Linked DNA regions of Xenopus laevis: region 2 is linked to region 1. Evidence: chromatin contacts called from public Hi-C data. All regions are on one chromosome and are shown on one strand. The core of a region is the stretch at or near the end of the contact, and the rest is flanking DNA. Distances in the headings are between cores, read along the strand shown.

What was found. A called contact is a pair of places that touch in the nucleus more often than the background predicts.
Region 2: a Hi-C map of the XL177 cell line shows a contact between it and region 1, with 3 times the contacts expected there. The contact joins two enhancer-like sites. A contact is called at or near these places in 2 of 4 Hi-C or Micro-C datasets (the XL177 cell line and the XTC cell line).

What each region holds. Positions count from the first base shown.
Region 1 is chr4S:21,119,501-21,124,796 of Xenopus_laevis_v10.1, reverse strand. It overlaps nav2.S (neuron navigator 2), which reads left to right. Exons shown (of 41, transcript XM_041561025.1): 8 at 1,244-1,392. Among protein-coding and RNA genes, the nearest start is that of dbx1.S, 120 kb to the right of the region's middle. Within about 2 kb of position 3,831, at least 1 of the 7 cell types and tissues checked has an H3K27ac peak or open chromatin away from gene starts, as enhancers often do.
Region 2 is chr4S:21,192,604-21,197,833 of Xenopus_laevis_v10.1, reverse strand. The region is part of intron 2 of nav2.S (neuron navigator 2); the gene reads left to right. Among protein-coding and RNA genes, the nearest start is that of nav2.S, 56 kb to the left of the region's middle. Within about 2 kb of position 3,348, at least 1 of the 7 cell types and tissues checked has an H3K27ac peak or open chromatin away from gene starts, as enhancers often do.

The DNA.
Region 1 (5,296 bases), core at 2,582-5,081:
CCATAACTCCACCTACTTGCCAGTAAGCTTCACTCTGCATGAGCTGGGAGGCATGCACTTAGCTTTACGCTTTGCCACTTTGAATCTTCCACATAAAATATTAACCAATGAGCCATTTGCTGTGTTGCACAAGGGTAATGACTGTGCATGGGAACTGCCCAGCAGAGCTTTGTTGGAACTACATCTCCCAGCATTCCCTCAATGCCTGAGCTGGAATGAATATGCCAATGACAACAGCAGTCAAAATGCCCAGTGTGCCATAGACCTCAAAGTAAAAGCTAAGCTAAACAATAAGTCTGGTTTTTGGTTGTCAGGGTCACCGAACGTAGCAACCAGGGTTGGTGAATGCAGGTTGGATTTGCCAGCATGGCACAGATAGACACCTCTCCCTTCCTGCATTGCTTGGGTTTCCCTGTATGAAGCCTCTTTCCCAGCCCAGCAGCCTCTGCTCACACTGAGAACCCACAACGGTACCAAAACCACTCAAGTACCATCATGTCGGGCCGAGGGTTAATGGCACAGAGATGAAAGCAAAGTAGAAACCAGCTGTTCCTCCTGAAAATGGTGCCTCGTGCAATTAGTACAAATACGTTAAAGTGCCTCTCCCCTCTTACCCCCTTGCAAGTGAGCCCACCCTTCTCTCTCCCCATCAGCACCAGCCGCTCATTGATTTATGGGCAGCGTTACATCTGTATTACGTGACACCAACACTTCTCACCCCTGGGCCCCTCCTCTGGCTTCTCCATTATCCCAGGGCCTGAGCTGTGATCTTCTGTGTGTGAAATGCAGGTGGGAGAGATCACAGGCACTGAGAAATTATACCCCAATTCCAGATCCATAAGATTCATACACATTTACTGCCTCTCCACTTACAGTGTAACCCACCCCTGTAAGGTGTCAGGAGGGTCCACTTACTACTTTCATCTTCTTGCATCACCAGCTCAATGTAAAGCTCAGAAATTACATTTACCAGCCACTAGGGGAGCTGGAGTTATAAGTTAATAGTGCTGCTCCAGCAGAATTCTGCAATGAAATCCAATTCTCAAAAGAGCAAACAGATTTTTGTATCTTCAATTTTGAAATCTGACATGGGGCTAGACATATTGTCAGTTTCCCTGCTGCCCCAGTCACTAAAATACCCCTATGGGGAAGGTGTGTCGTTCTATCCAGGCCAATGGATGGTCTCTTTGCCTTATATCTGTTCTGTATATCAAGTCTAATATCTGCCTTTTTGTTTCCCCAGACTCCCTGCCCCAAGCTCAAGGGGGCCGGCAGCCGGCAGTGAGAACAAATCCCGAGGGCAGATTGGTGGTGGCAGCAGGCGTAGTCAGAGCTTTAACAACCATGAAAAGGCAAAGCTGCTGAATCCCCCGGCAACTGTAAATGATAAAGGTAAGTGGCCGTCCATGCCCTGTACTTACCTATGAACTGAGTGAATAGTGTCACATTAGTACAGTGAATTAATTCTGTGCATTTAGGGTAAGGGCACACGGGCAGATTCGGGGAGATAAGTCGCCCCTGCGGCAAATCGCCTCTTCTTCGGGACGACAATCTCCCCAGACTGCCTTCTCCTACCGTTCCGCCAGTTATAATGAAAAAATCGGCAGCGGGATGGCACTTGCGGCGCTTTGTTTTCCGCAAGCGACGTGAGTGCCATCCCGCTGGGCATTTTTCATTATAGCCGAAGGTAGGGGTAGGTAGTTTCGGGGAGATTGCTGCCTGAAGAAGAGGAGATTTGTTGCCTGGCGACTAATCTCCCTGAATCTGCCCAGGTTCCCTGACCCTTATTTGTTACTGTGTATTTGTTACTGTGTACTGTGTATTAGGTCCATTATAGTTGTATTATCACACTGACTTCTGGTACAAGGGGCCCCCTAGTGTCCAGTCATTGTCTTGCTATTCCGGTGTTTGTGAGTAGCAATTGCTGTGCTCATGTATGGAAGGAAGCAAGAGAGCAACATTGGAAGGAATATTTCTGGAGCATCGCAGGGACATTTTGTTGTAAAATAAGGGCTTAAAGGGGAGTGTAACTAAGTTATCCCCACATTAAAGCCAGACAGCAGCAAGAAGGAGTGTGTAGTGAAACCGGCTGCTTCCTGCTGGGTTTAGATGTTGTACATATGTTCTGTGGATTCTGTTGGACCCTGCTCTCTCTCTGATAAAGGGGGGCAGTCAGCAAAATGCAAAGGATAAGTCTGAGCAGTATATCCATCCTTTCTAACATTATTCTACGTGTAGTTTTATACTGTGACAGGAGAGGGCACCAGAAAACCTTTCATTGAGTTTATAGTCACTAAATAATATTTTTATTCCTATGGGTCCTCATCTCGGGGCTCACAAATTAATTTTTTTGTTTTCTCATTGCAATTTTATGAGCAGACTGTAGAGGGAGAGAGAGAGAGCGACCTGGGCAGTAACCTGTATTAGAGAGACATTACCTTCCCTTGACCTTCTATCTGTGAGCCAGGAAACTGCGTCGGGGGTCATCACCCTGGTTTGGGTGGGGGGATTTCCCACAAAACTAAGAGCCCAGCCTTCTATGGTGCTTGCCATTGGCTTACACTTTAACTCCAGTCTCCAGCCCCCTTTACATATTAACCTGCTCCTGGCATCCCAAGGTCATTCCCAGGCATGGACCTCACCACTTCCCAGTTTCCTGTGAGCTCACAATTCACTGCTAAACCTGGGAGCAGAATCCTGCAGGTCTTTCTGTTTCTTATACATAATGGTGAGAGCTGCCATAGTACTACAGTATAAAGGTGAGATATACAGCATGGCATCAGATAGATCTGTTGATTTTATTCCCTTCCAGGGGAACAATTCAAGTTAACGCAACCCCGCCCCACCCCAAGCAACACCTTTTTTGTATTCACAGAGCCCCGTAACCGAATCCTTCTCAAGTTCCCAAATAAAGCCAATTCTTTACAGTTATTAATACCTGCGGTGCCCCCGAATGTGTTTCCAATTTGCAGAGGAGGAAGTTTCCACAGTCTTTTTTAACTCCCAAAGGGAACGAGCCAAATAGAGAGCGGAGCTGCTCCTCTTCTCTTGCTGATTTTTTTTATTGGGAATGAAGATAAATGGCCAGTAAACAATTGTAGTGCCTGCTTGCGGATTCGCATTCAGTCGCCAGTGGAGCACGAGGGGTTAAACGGCACAGGTTCTGAGCACATCGGGAGCTGCAGACCTGCTACACAATAATCCTTTATAAATAATATTTCTAAGTTGGGGACGCGTGCGGCTGGGAATTCTTTGGCCATAGAAGGAAACGCTCGCCATGTTTGTTTATATTCCCCTTTACTCGTCTGTAACGTCCAATAAACTGGTGGTTTATCTTTGCTTTTGAAATAAATCTTAAGCATCCCCCTTGTTACTTTGTTTCCATTCCTTCTATATTTAACCCAACGAATGGAAACGTCCCAGAAAATGTCACCCCAGGGGCCCTGGCCGTGTGAGCCTTATAGGCGCTGCAATAGGGACCCCTCTGTGTTGCAAATTCATGTCTTAGAGCAGATTCACACAGACAGCGACCCCCCCACTCACATATTATATTGTGGATTGTCTGAGAGTTGCTGGGAGTTGCAGTTTGCAAAGAGCTGGAGAGCTGCAGGTTGGATTTACTTGACTGAAAATATCAAACATGTGGTGCTGGGGCCCCTGGGACAAACCCCCACTCCCTGCCTTACCCTAAAACCTGGTCCTGCTGACCCCACAGCCAGCAGCTGATATATCCTGAGTGTAGACTGGGTGGGGGCAGAAAGGGCACTTGTGTTTGTTTCTGATTGGGAAGGTGGGAGGTAGGGTGTCAGGGTGGGAGTTGTCGGCCACAGGAGCATTGGGGTTATTAGGGGAGGAGAGACACAGACTCCCCTCCTGCCTGTGAATGTGATAGGAGGCGGCAGAGAGAGTGAGAGAAGCTGGCAGTAGGGAGAGATAAGAGAGAAGGACATGCTGGTTCTGTGCAGGGCAGGTAAGTGCACTTTGTGGGGCTGCTGCCTGGGGGTTAAACATCACAGGGGCAAACTGTCATTTTCCTGCACACTCTCTCTTTCTCTCTCTGTTTATGGTGGATTTTGCTTGGTGGAGGATGATGGGAGATGTAGTTTTGGCCAAGCCTTTTAGGATCATTTGGCCACTGGGGGGGGCTATTTCATTAGAATCTATGGAGAAACTTACCAGTCATTGAATAAATACACAGATATATCTGGGTCCCTAAGCAGGAGAACCATTGGTGCTGTGTGTTCTGAACCCAAACTGGAAGGTATTTCCATTCATTGATATTCTTCCGACTCTTGACATTTGATCTATAAAATGTACAGACCAACTGCAAGACTTTCTTCATTTCACCTTTAGCACAATGTTTATTTTTAAGCAAACTTCCCCTTTCATGTAGGTGTTTAGGTTATTTTGTTTCAAACTTCAGTGCCCTGCCTGCAGCATAAATGGTATTGTGGAGCTGTTCTGTTGCAGCCCAATGGGAAATGTTGAGTGATGCCCCTAACTGGTGAGAAGCGGTACTGCAACTGCCTTCAGTTATTATTACTGGTTATTTATATAGAGCTGCCATGTGTATTCAGAGCTTTTCTGTTCTTCAGTCACACCTGTCCCTGCCCCTGCCCCAGCAGAGCTTACAATCTAAGGTCCTTTGGCCAACACTATAGTATCAATTTCATCAAGAGCCAATTCAGATGACATTTTGTTGATGAGGTGATGCTGTCCCTTTAAATGTCAGTGCCAGGTGCTGAAAGGCCTGTTTGTAGCTGTGCAGAGCCTATTAGATAAGTGCAGAGCTAAATGTGTCCAGAATGAGACGGGCTGTGGGCTACGCATTCCTGCCTCTGGGAATAGTGACAGTCACAACACACCAGCTTTCTGTGTCATTGTCGGATATAAAAATTGCTTATTCTGGCATGGGGGGGGGAATTCATTTAATTGGGCTCACAATTCTATTTCGTTCTTTGCTAAAAGCAGCAGCTCTGCCTTGCATTATGGCAGGGATCAAAACAATAGTCTCAAAAGACAAAGCAGCATCACTAATCCTAATCTGAGTCCAATTACTACCTTGGGTGGCTGAGAGTATGAGGATGCCAGGTGTGCTCACCTGATGGGATTGGCAAGGGGCACAGTGTCTACAAGGGCTGAACATTTGCCCTACCCAGCCCATAGGCCTTCAATGTACCCCATACCCGGTTTATAGGCCTTCAATGTGCCCCATACCCAGCCCATAGGCCTTCAATGTACCCCATACCCAGCCCATAGACATTCTGTGCTCCTTACCCAGCCTATAGACTTTCAA
Region 2 (5,230 bases), core at 2,099-4,598, 74 kb before region 1:
TAAAAATCCTGTCGGATCGCGTCCACATCTGTTCGTTGATGCGGCCCCACGATCCGACCGCCCATATACCATACATTATGATCCGATCTTTGGGCTCTAGGGCCCACGATTGGATCTTCCCGATATCGCCCACCTCAAGGTGGGCATATCGGGGAGAGATCCGCTCATTTGGGATTTCGCCAAACGAGCGGATCTCTATGTGTATGACCACCTTAAGGGCTCCAGTATATGTTCAGCACTACAGGTATACAGGTATGGGACCTGCTTTGGATTTTCATGCCTTAAAGAGATAATGACACCAGAAATTAAACCTTTTTTTTACATCTATCATAACATTATCTTTGAATGATATCTATAATTTTGCCATAAAAGTATTTGCAGATGCTTTTACATTACCCATCTGATCCCCCGTGTTCCTCTCTGAGGGTGCTGCCATATTTGAGCTTCAGTAGTCTGTTAGCATTAAACACTCTAACTGACGTGTTGAGAAGGGACAGTCAGGTTGGCATGGTTTAGGAAATTCAAGTAGCAATTACTTACAAAAGCAGTCCTATCAGTGAAAAATTATCAACATGAGCTATAGGGAACTTTTGATGTCCATTCATATTTTGATGAATAATTTTTTAGTGTCAGCATCACTTTAAGTCACTTTAAGTCTACTAGAAAATGTCAACATGAAATAAACCCAATGGGCTGGTTTTGCTTCCAATAAAGATGAAATATATCTTAGCTGGGATCAAGTACAAGCTTCTGTTTTATTATTGAAAAGAAATCATTATAAAAAAATTAACATTATTAGGATAAAATGGAGTCTATGGGAGACGGCCTTTCAGTAATTCGGAGCTTTCTGGATAACAGATCCCATACCTGTATAGCAAAGTTGTAATATCCACCATACTGTTGTAGCCCAAGAGAAATCTTATAGAACAAATATTTCTTTCTCCCAAATGTTGCAGCAACTGGATGTTTGTGACTCAGTAGGTGCAGTAACCCATAGCAACCAATACACAATCTATATTGATATGTTCTGGTCAAGTGAGACTAAAGCTGCCCTATATGCGCCTGGATTTTGTTGTTTGGGCGGTTTTAACCCGACTGACTGACCTTTTGTGAATTTCTTCTTGTATGTACTCTGGTATTGGTATTATGAGGCCTGGGTTGTGTGTATTATTCACTATAAATGTACATGAATATAAATGACATGGAGTTGTCACCTTGCACATGGATAGTTGAATATCCTTATCCTTCTATATATCAATGATGGATCTTATGATATTTTATTTGGGAGAAAGATTTTGTGAGACACTGGATAAGGAAGCGGACATGAAAGTCCTCCTATCAGCTGTACGTTACCTATAGCAACTAATCAGCACCGGGGGCCAGTACTTTTTATTTCAGCAGATTATAGCCTTGTAGCGAACGAACGATCGAATGTCCCAATGTTCCAACCTGCCACTAACCATTCAGATTAAATAAAGTAGTAAAAGAACAAATCGGACGATGTTTTGCCCGTGACAGCAATCATATGAAAGTTATGTCCGACAAACAGAAGTGACAGTCACCCATTGATATGGGTATGGGATCTGTTATTCAAAAACCTGTTATCCAGAAAACTTTTTTTTTTCCAAATAATTGACATTTTTTAAAATGATTTCCTTTTTCTGTTTAATAATAAAACAATAGCTTGTACTTGATCCAAACTAAGATATTAATCCTTATTGGAGGCAAAAGCATTGGGTTTATTTAATGTTTACATGATTTTCTAGTAGACTTAAGGTATGAAGATCCAAATTCTGAAAAGATCCATTATCCACAAAACCACGGGTCCCGAGCATTCTGGATAACATGTCCCATAACTCTAGTGGATTCAGTGGAACCCTAGTTTGAATATGTGTGTGTGTGTGTGTGTGTGTGTGTGTGTGTGTGTGTGTGTGTGTGTGTGTGTCTTAGCTCAGGATAAGCCAATTACTCCTGGACTCTGTTGCTAGGGTTTGGTGGAATCCTAGCAACCCAGTAAAACAGCAGCTTGTACTTAATCCCAACTAAGATATAATTCATCCTTATTGGAGGCAAACAGCCTATTGGGTTTATTTTATGTTTTTAGGATTTTCTAGTAGACTTAGGCTAAGGCCACACTAGGCGATAGCGCCGCGATTTGAAAAGTCGCCGCGAGTCAAATCGCGGCGCTATCGCCTAGTGTGGCCTTAGCCTTAAGGTATGGAGATACAAATCATTAAAAGATCTGTTATCTGAAAAACCACAGGTCCCAGACATTCTGGATAACAGGTCCCATATGTGTACATGCAGAGATCGTTATCGTTAGCAGACAGAAATGCAGAAAGAGTAAGGTCACACTCAGAGATTAGTCGCCCCAGCGACAAATTGCCTCTTCTTCTGGGCGACTATCTCTCAGAACTGCCTTCCCATACCTTCCCGCCGGCTATAATGAAAAACTCACCAGTGGTATGGCACTTGCTGCGCTTCGTTTTCCGAATTCGCCTGAAGTTGCCTCAAGAGGAAAGTTCAGGCGACTTCGGAAAACGAAGCACAGCGAGTGCCATCATTATAGCCGGCGGGAAGGCAGGGGAAAGCAGTTCGGGGAGATTGTCGCCCAGAAGAAGAGGCGATTAGTCGCCGGGCGACTAAATCTCCCCGAATCTCCCCGTGTGACCTTGCTCTAACCTGTCTGGTTGACTTAATGACTGATCGCCACAGTACAGGTATAGGACCTGTTATCCAGAATGCTCAGGACCTGGGGTTTTCCAGATAACATATCTTTCCGTAATTTGGAGCTTCATGCCCTAAGTCTACTAGAAAATGTAAACATTAAATAAAGCCAATAGGCTGGTTTTGCCTCCAATAAGGATTAATTATATCTTAGTTGGGATCAAGTACAAGCTACTGTTTTATTATTACACAGAAAAAGGAAGTAATTTTTAAATGTTTGGGTTATTCGATAAAATAGAGTGTATGGGAGATGACCCTTTCGTAATTCAGAGCTCTCTGGATATTGGGTATCTGGATAAATGATCCTATACCTGTACAATAAACGTTGGGACAACACACATGGTTAAAAATTGTGCAAACCTTTGATTGGTATGACTTTATCTATGGGCCGCTTTATAGGGGTTTGAGATAAGCAAGCTGCTGGGAAGCTCTGAGCAATACCAAGGGCTGGGCAGCAATCATTAGTCATTGTTATGTCTGTACTGGTTTGATACTGCTGTGTATAAAGATCATTTGGGCAATATTTGATGGTGACAGGCAGCAATCACACTCATTAGTTCTGTGTAACCCTATTGATTGAGCAGTGCAGTACCATGTTCAGACAACAGAGAGCAGAGTGCGCTCACACTAATGTGCTTCCTTCCAATAAACCCAGTGCAGCTGCGAGATGCAAGTGCCGGCTTTCTCTGGTGGCGTCAGGTTTGGTGCCAGATGCCTTAGAAACTATTTATTAACAGTTTATTTAATTTCAGCCACCCACCGGGGCCCTGGCACCAGTTCTGAGTGCTGCTGGCGACTTCAGCAGTGTAAAGCCAGTCTTGGCAGAGGCACAGAGCTCAGATTTACATGAATTTTCCCTCGGAGAAGCAATTTGCTGGTACCTAACCATACTTAGGCACAGCAAAGTGGCTCAAAGGGCTCTTGTTTGGATCTGTTTGATTTTAAACGGGGAACAGAAACAAATGTTCTCACCTGCTAATATTTACTGAGAAATGGAACCTATTCCAGGGCTTTGTGGTCTCCCCATTAGCCTTGGCTCACAGCTCCCTATGCACCCAGAACATTCCTTCTCTGTATATTTGTATTTATACATATGAGTAGGAGGTGCCATATTAATTCCCTTAGACAGTACAGTATGAGGGTATAGCTTATTGTATGTCCAGGCCCCAGAACATTCCTTCTCTCTATATTTGTATTTATACATATGATTAGGAGGTGCCATATTGATTCCCTTAGACAGTACAGTATCAGGGTATAGCTTATTGTGTGCCCAGAACATTCCTTCTCTTTATATTTATACATATGAGTAGGAGGTACCATATTGATTCCCTTAGACAGTACAGTATGTTGGTATAGCTTATTGTGTGCCCAGAACATTCCTTCTTTGTATATTTCTACCATCAGTCTGGGCCTTCCCCATCATAGGTGCCATGACTCCGAATGGGAGTTTGCCGGTTGTATTAGACCCCTGCAGGTCTCTAGGACGAGTGTTGGGTTTAAATCCAATGTAACACACTTACAGTCTGATTAGAAGCAGCTGCACTGCTGGCTGTACAAATATACAAAATATCTGGCAATCACAATGTCTCTGATATTCCGTCCCAACTTCCCATTCCCAATCATTTCTGTCCTGTGGAACATTATGATATAGGTGATTCTGATGGCAGCCTGGGGCCTATAGCTCCGCCTCCAGCATGTGCAGGGGCCCATGGTGCCCTAAATTCACCAATGCCAGAGCCCCACACTGTTATCCACAAAGGCTTATTCTATTAAAGCTTTGGATATGTGATCCTGATGCCAGTAACTGAAGGGAGTAGAGACCATCTGTGCCATATTTGTGCCATATCATTGCCATATCTGTGTATATCAGTGCCAGTGTATTTTACAAAATACAAACTATTAAATGCTGACTGTGTTACTGCAGCCTGAGTGACTAGAGCTTGTAAAAGGATGATTTTAAACAAGATTCGGCTCTTGGATTTTATTTAACACTAGACCAGTAACACCCAGGGCACACCCCTGGGCCTCTCTTTATATGTGCTTATAATGCTTTTTTGTTTGGAAGGTATCCACCCTATCTTAAAATTGCTTATATCCACCTTACACATCTGAGATTTCCTATATAACCTACTCAGACAGGTGCAGATATATGATAGCTAGATTACATATTACAAATATATGATATTGATAAATAGATGATAGATGACAGATAGATGACTGATTACAGGTGGATGACAGGTGATAGATAGATGACTGATAGATGATAGATAGATGACAGATAGAGGACAAATATATGATAGATGACAGATTGATGAGAGATAGATAGATATATGTTAGAGCAAGCCAATTTACATAATCTGCTTGGAAGTGCATTAGATAGGAAGAGATTAGTGAGTAAATAGAGTGCTGAGTATATTCCTCTTGGTGAGAGAAAGAGTTTTAGGAAGGAATGTGCAGCAAAGGAGTCAGGGCCCATGCACAGGGTATATATATATATATATAT